Linked DNA regions of Hordeum vulgare: region 1 is linked to region 2. The links are chromatin contacts, called in public Hi-C maps. All regions are on one chromosome and are shown on one strand. Each heading gives the region's core, a stretch centred on a gene start, on an enhancer-like site or on the middle of the called end of the contact. The rest is flanking DNA. Distances are from core to core; before and after follow the strand shown.

Evidence for each region. A called contact is a pair of places that touch in the nucleus more often than the background predicts.
Region 1: a contact with region 2 is called in a Hi-C map of leaf, with 4 times the contacts expected there. The contact joins the promoter of LOC123427038 here to the promoter of LOC123427028 in region 2. A contact is called at or near these places in 1 of 6 Hi-C or Micro-C datasets (leaf) and 1 of 1 datasets of contacts at active chromatin or transcription factors (embryo).

The regions. Positions count from the first base shown.
Region 1 is chr1H:130,607,624-130,611,204 of MorexV3_pseudomolecules_assembly, reverse strand. It overlaps LOC123427038 (ent-copalyl diphosphate synthase 1, chloroplastic-like), which reads right to left and starts at 1,324. Exons shown (of 14, transcript XM_045110982.1): 1 at 929-1,324; 2 at 27-125. The coding sequence starts at 1,028.
Region 2 is chr1H:130,123,853-130,127,078 of MorexV3_pseudomolecules_assembly, reverse strand. It overlaps LOC123427028 (FCS-Like Zinc finger 10-like), which reads left to right and starts at 1,437. Exons shown (of 3, transcript XM_045110962.1): 1 at 1,437-1,729; 2 at 2,034-2,888. The coding sequence starts at 1,452.

The DNA.
Region 1 (3,581 bases), core at 75-2,574, 480 kb before region 2:
CAGCCCAAGTCAAGGCAGTGTGATACCTTTAGCACTGGATACGCTGCTGGTCCGGCGAGCGACGACGCGCGTGCCGGCGGGTTCCACCACGGCGGCATCTCCTTTGCCGCGGAAACGGCATGGACCTGATTGTTCAAAGCCAAAGCGATCAGACCCAATTCAATCTTTCTCACCTCACAAGTGACTATCGCTTGTATATATATATATATATATATATATATATATATATATATATATATATATATATATATATATATATATATATATATATATATATATATATATATATATATGTCATCCAAAAAAAAAGGAAAGAAAAGAAAAAGATATGTGGATATACACACGCACACAGAAAGAAAAAAAGAACTTTCGGTCTCGTTTCAAGCTCATTACGGCACTCCCGGCATTGGCATGCAGCACGTGAACAGGGCAAAACGGCAGCCAGATGCAGGCAGCGGACTAGAACTGCAGCAACCATCGCAATCTGCCGGCGAGTGACAGACAAGAACTCGTGCCACAGAACGTGTTCACGAATAAATTGCAAGATCCATCATACCGGAGAAGAAGAGATCGGCGAATCCACAGAGAAGAGTGGCAAAATTACGCGGCGTACGCTGAGCATGCAGTGGATCTGACCAAGCTGGTGAAGGATTACGTATATACGCTGCACCCATAAAAATTAATGGCAGGGACGATGCTAGAGAAGAAAAAAAGCTTGATGGGTCATGTATTTGACACTGAGGAGTGATCAGTACTAAGCTGATGAAGGATTTTTCTAGTTTCCTAGTAATTTTAACGGCCGTATATACATGCAAGAGAAACACCGTATATAGCAGAAGAAACACAGCGTTCCGTTTGCAAAAGCTAAGAAGAAATAAACCAGCGCCGCAAGCGAAAAGCATGACGGGAAGGGGCATGGATCCATCACCTTTGACGAGGGTTCGCAGCAGCCGCGGTTCACCGTAGCGGAAGGGCGCCCCCACCGACGGAGAGAGGTGGAGCTGCATGCTGGCCGGGCTGCAATGCATGCACGTGCCTCAGTCCACCACCTATTTATACCAGTGGATGATCCAGCCACGACGAGGGGAGGAGTTAAGGCCGACGATGATGAGTTGATGGTGATGACGGTCGAGCCAAGGGATAAGGATCGGAGCACGCTGGTTTGGGCAGGTGATTAAGAGGGGGCAGTTAATGAGCACGAGCAGGAAAAACACGAGGTTTATTTGGAGGGATATAGGTGCGGGGTGGGTGCGCATATATATATATATATATATATATATACCACAAGGGATGGCGAGAGAAGGGCCGGGGGAGATGTGAGCGACGAAGGAGGAGACGGGGCTGTGCTTGTGGGAGAAGAGAAGGGAATGATTCGGGTGCGGGGAAAGCTCCTAGTAGTGGACAAAAACCTTAAAACGTTTCCCTTGTGAACGGGTGGTGCGAGAGCGACAATCTCTCCCCACACACCCTGATACCCCTCTATAACCAGTCCAGAGAGTTCCTTTTCTTTCAAGTGTTGATCATCTGTTCCGGAGTGAAAGAAACGGAAAACGTAATCTATATATGTATGGGAATGTGTTACTGTCCAGCGTCTGGTATCTCCCAATCAATCGTCGTCCAAGCCGTCTACAATCATTTCACATGTTAGTAAAGCCGAATCCACATTAACAAGGAATTACTTAGTAGAGGCTAGGCGTGATGTGGATCACTCCATTTTCAATGCCTATCATGCATGCATGAAAACTACTCCCTCAATTCCTAATTAATTGTACTCCCTCGTACTACTAATATGTAGCTCGTACTACTAATTAGTACTCCATTCGTTCCAATTATTTAGTAACGAAGGGAGTACTACTTAATAGTACGAGCTACATATATGAATCCATGTTAACATGTTAGTAAAGCCGAATCCACGTTAACAAGGAATTAGAGTGTTTCTCTCAAGGTACTTTTTGATGTAGGGATTAAAAAAAGTCCCTTTTAGTCCCATGTGAAAGAAACAGGAGGGACTTTTAGGAACTAAAAGAGATATTTGGGACTAAAGGAAGAAGTCCCTATGGGAGGGACTTTTTGGAATTTTTTTGGCACTTTTTTCAACAGTGTCCCTACTTTTAGCATGCCATTTAATAACTTCTAGTATATTACTAGAGGTAACATGGTCTTTGTGCATGTCATTTAATAACCTCTAGTCCATGTTTAGTCCTTAGAAAGAAACGGGTAGGGACTAGAGACTTTTTAGTTGGGACTAAAAAAATCCTAAGACTTTTTTAAAAGACAGGGCCTTAGTAGAGGCTACGCGTGATGTGAATCACTCCATTTTCAGTGCATGCATGGAAACTACTCCCTCCATACCTAATTAATTGTAGTTGAAAATAGTACAATAATGCCTACACTAACTCCCTCGAACTACTAATTAGTACTCCCTTCGTTACAAGGGAGTACTAATTAGTAGTACGAGCTACATATATGGATAAATTGATCACAAACAATACAATGATGCCTACACAAGTATGTGAATGAATATCGGGTGGATCACTCGCTCCCGTATCGCTCGTTGGCTCGTGCCGCCTCGAATGCATAGAGACGGCTCTCCATGTGGCGTTGACCATGGTGGTGGTGGGCCCCAGTGTTGAACGCACTCAGGATCGATAACCCGTGACAGCTTCTTCTTTGGGGCGCCCACAACGGACATAGCCGAGGTGTTACGGGGCAGACCCGTAAGTGTCGATCTTTCACGAATTGGAGGGGGATTCCTCATGTGACGCCCTCGGTTTAGTCGTACGCTAATCATACATGCAAATGCGTACGATCAAACCCAAGGACTCACGGGAAGATATCACAATACAACTCTAGACACAAATAAAACAATATCAGCTTCATATTACAAGCCAGGGGCCTCGAGGGCTAGAATACGAAGTTCGAAAAACACATGAGTCAGCGGAAGCAACAATATCTGAGTACAGACATGAAACATGGGGTGCCTTAGAGAAGCCTAGCACAAAAGATACAACGATCGAACGAGGCGAGGCCTCCTGCCTGGGAACCTCCTAACTACTCCTGATCATCAGCGACCTCCACGTAGTAATAGGTACCGTCGGGGTAGCAGTCGTTGTCGGCGAGGACTTCCATCTCCTGGGCTCCATCATCTGGTCGCAGCAAACAGATCAAGGGGACAAGGGGGAGCAAAGCAGCGGGGAGTACTCATCCAAAGTACTCGCAAGTCTTACATCAGAACTATTCTAAGCATGCATCAGTATCAAAGGAGGGGGGTGCTTATATGTGGACTGACTGCAGCAATGCGAGAATAGAGAGAGAACGCCTAGACCTATCGGAGACTAGCATCTTCAGGGTCTTGCAGCAATAGACGAGAGTAGAACAGTTAACACTATTAATAGTCATATTGTTGCAGCAGTATTAAAGTGAAGTCACGCCCAGATATCCTCCCTCGACTCCCTGCAAGGAAGCAATCCCGAGGCAACTAATGATCCAGTTAAGTAACAATTGTAGTTGTATAAGATCAGGGCACAACTCCAAGTCGTCCTGTAACCGTGGACACGGTTATTCGAATAGTTAATTTTCAT
Region 2 (3,226 bases), core at 188-2,687:
AGTGGCTACGACACACAGATTGCTCCAGGCCTTGGCAAGGGCTAAATCTAAAAGCGGATAGGCAAGTTGGTCAGGCGTTCAGAAGTCTGGTTAAATGGAAGTTAGGATTGGGTGCAAAGGTCTTGTTCTCGAAAGACAAATGGATAAACGATACAACAATCAACGATATTGCACCTCTGGTGGTAGCTAGGGTCAAAACCCAAGTAGCCAAGAGGAGATTGACAAGAGACGCGCTACACATGCACGGTTGGACGAATGATATCACAGGAGAGATGTGCACGGAAAGTCTGGCTCAGTTCATCACGCTATGGGAGATTCTCATCGAGGTGGAGATCAATCCGCAATCTGAGGACATGCCGATCTGGGCTTGGAACGCGGAAGGAGGCTACACGGCATCATCGCCATATAAGATACTATGTGAAGGCGACACTAGATTCCAATCTTATGCAGTCGTATGGAAGAGTTGGGCCCCTCTGGCGTGCACGATATTCATGTGGCTCACGGTACAATACCGTTTGTGGACATCGGACACGAGGACTAGGCATGGGTTGTATGATCATACCTCGCATTGCTACTTATGCGATCAAGATGAGGACACGATCTACCATATGTTGCTACAACGCGTTTTCACGAGGCAAATATGGTACCTTTGCTTCACCAGGTTGGAATTTGACGCATAACTATGTCCAACACCACATGCAAGATTGGTGGAGTGGTGGTCAGTGACTAGGATGCGAATCTTTAAGTGCACTTGCAAAAGCTTTGGCACGCTGGTTGTGCTAATCTGATGGAGTTTGTGGAAGCAGAGGAACGGTAGAGTGTTTGACGAGAACGTGGTTCGAAACGAATGAGGTACGATCGACCTCATCTTTGATGATCTCGCGATGTGGAAAATGGCAGAGACATACGTATGTTCGACGAGTAGCGTTGCGTGCTTGGAGTGGAGACTGGGTTAGGATCAACTTGTGACTCCTAACTAGCAAATTCCGTAACCTTTTGTATATATATTATGTTGTCTATAAAGGTATGGTACTCGCGTGTCCTGATTTTTTTTAACTCGCGGATGTCGAGTAGGCCTAAGATGGTAAGTGGGTTATCACGTCCAAGCTAACACTCTAACAAGGATGTCACGTGAGATCGTAGAAAACCAGAAATGCTAAAAAAAATACTACTATAATATGGAAGAAGAGTCTGCACGGAGCGAGCCATGGGTGCTGCCACGTCTGTTCCCGGGCCGGGAACTGGAAGCACAAGAGTGTACTGCATGTAGTAGAGATTTTGCATGTACCACCAGTCCACCGGCCCCGGCCGTCCGTCGTATTGATACGACGTTGCTACACGCCTAGCGGCTGCCTCTGTCTGGCATCCATGAATGAGTGGGAAGAGTATTTCAGAAGCAAGCCCATCACTGCGCCGGCCTGCAGCCTGGCCCTGCTCCCGCTCTGTTTTCGATGCACTGCACGCCAAAGCGACGCCCCTACGACGCAAGCCTGCTGCTCTACTCTACTCTAGTGGTCGAGGATGGAGTGACCAGGGTCCAGTGCAGTGCAGTGCCGTGCCGCGGCCTCGCAGGCTCCGTTTGGGAGGGGCTCGCCTCGTCGGGTTCCAGCATTGCTCTTGCGCGCGCGCCCCCCCCCCCCCCCCCCCCCCCCCCTTTCCTCGGCATCGCGGAGCGAGCCGAGAGCGATCGAGGAGGAAGAAACGAGGAGGGATTTCGGTTAATCATCAGGTGGGGATGGGATGAGATCGATGCGCGCGTGGGTCGCGCTCCTCTCTTGTTGTTTTGGCCGCGAGTCGCCAGAGATTCCTCCTCATCCGGACGAGGCCTATCTGCCCCCCCGTTGCCGTCACTCGTGCTCCGATTGTCCTGTTGCGCCCGCGCGCGTTGTTCTTGACGACTCCCCAGTGCTTCTTGGATCGTAGCCAGTGCTAGATTTTGGCCGTTTCTCGATGCGTGATTGCTTTTTAGTCTCGGCCGCGCCGATCCCTTGCCGTCTGAGCCTTTCTGATCATATCTTTGGTTTCGTTTTCAGAGCGCCGGGGCCGGGAGGGAGGGAAGGGAGGATGATGCTGAGGAGGGTGGTGTTCGACCAGGCCGCGGCGGGGGATGCGCTCGACGGCGCCGCTGGGGGGAGGCCCCGCAGCCCGGCCTTCTTCGCCGTGCCGCGGCTGCTCGTGGGGCTCGCGGCGACCAAGCGCGGGACGCCGGACTGCGACTCTACCGCGCGCGCTTCGCTGCTTGGGTCGCCGCGGTCACCCAGGAGCTGGGACTCTCAGCGCGTCGGTCTGGGCGGCCTTGTCGACAGCCTCGCCGAGCCCGCCGCCGACGCCAAGAATCGCCTGCTCGGGTTCCAGATGCGCCCGACGAAGCTGCAATGCCTCGCGAAATCCTACACCTCCCCGCCCAAAGACTGCGGGCATGCGCAGCCGGAGCTCGGGGAGGCGGAGGCCACCGCCGGCGCCGGGGGCATGTCGGTTCCCTGCACTAGGTTCTACGGGGATGTGAAGTCTGGTCCAGAGGTCATCGTGTCCGGCGGTGCTCAGCTCCACCTGGTCGACCGTGCCAAGTTCCCTGCGTCCGGGTCGCTGCCGGTGTCGATTGGTGGACCACGCAGGTACATCGGGTCCGTGTCGGCGATGGAGGTCGAACAGTCGGAGGACTACACCTGCATCATAGCTCACGGCTCCAATCCGAAGACCACCCGCATTTTCGGGGACTGCATCTTGGAGCCCTGTCCTGTTCTCATGCCCGACTGGGAGAGCAAGGAGATCGATGTGGACAAGGAAGGAGCTGAATTGTACTGGCTGGTCGCCGACGAGGAGTCCACGCCCGGCTCCTGCTCCGCTTGCAACAAGGACCTGGATGGCAACGGATCTTACGTTTATCGGTATGTCGATGCATTCGCCCAGTCATCTTTAGTAGTACTGCCTCCTTAAACTAATATAAGAGCGTTTAGCTTACTATATTAGTTTAGAAAGGAAGTACTATTGATTCGAATAACCGATGATTGTGAACCATCTTCATTCAGTTCTTTAGGGAATTTGCAGGCATGCATACATTACGAGTGGTACATTCATAAGTAGATAATTGCTCTTCAGATGGAATGATGGATAGAATGGAAACATACATGAAGAGTTTGGTGTTCTTTCTTCAAGTACTTCCTCTCTAAACTAATATAAAAGACTTTAAAACACTAAAGTATAGCAAGCTAAATGCTTTTATATT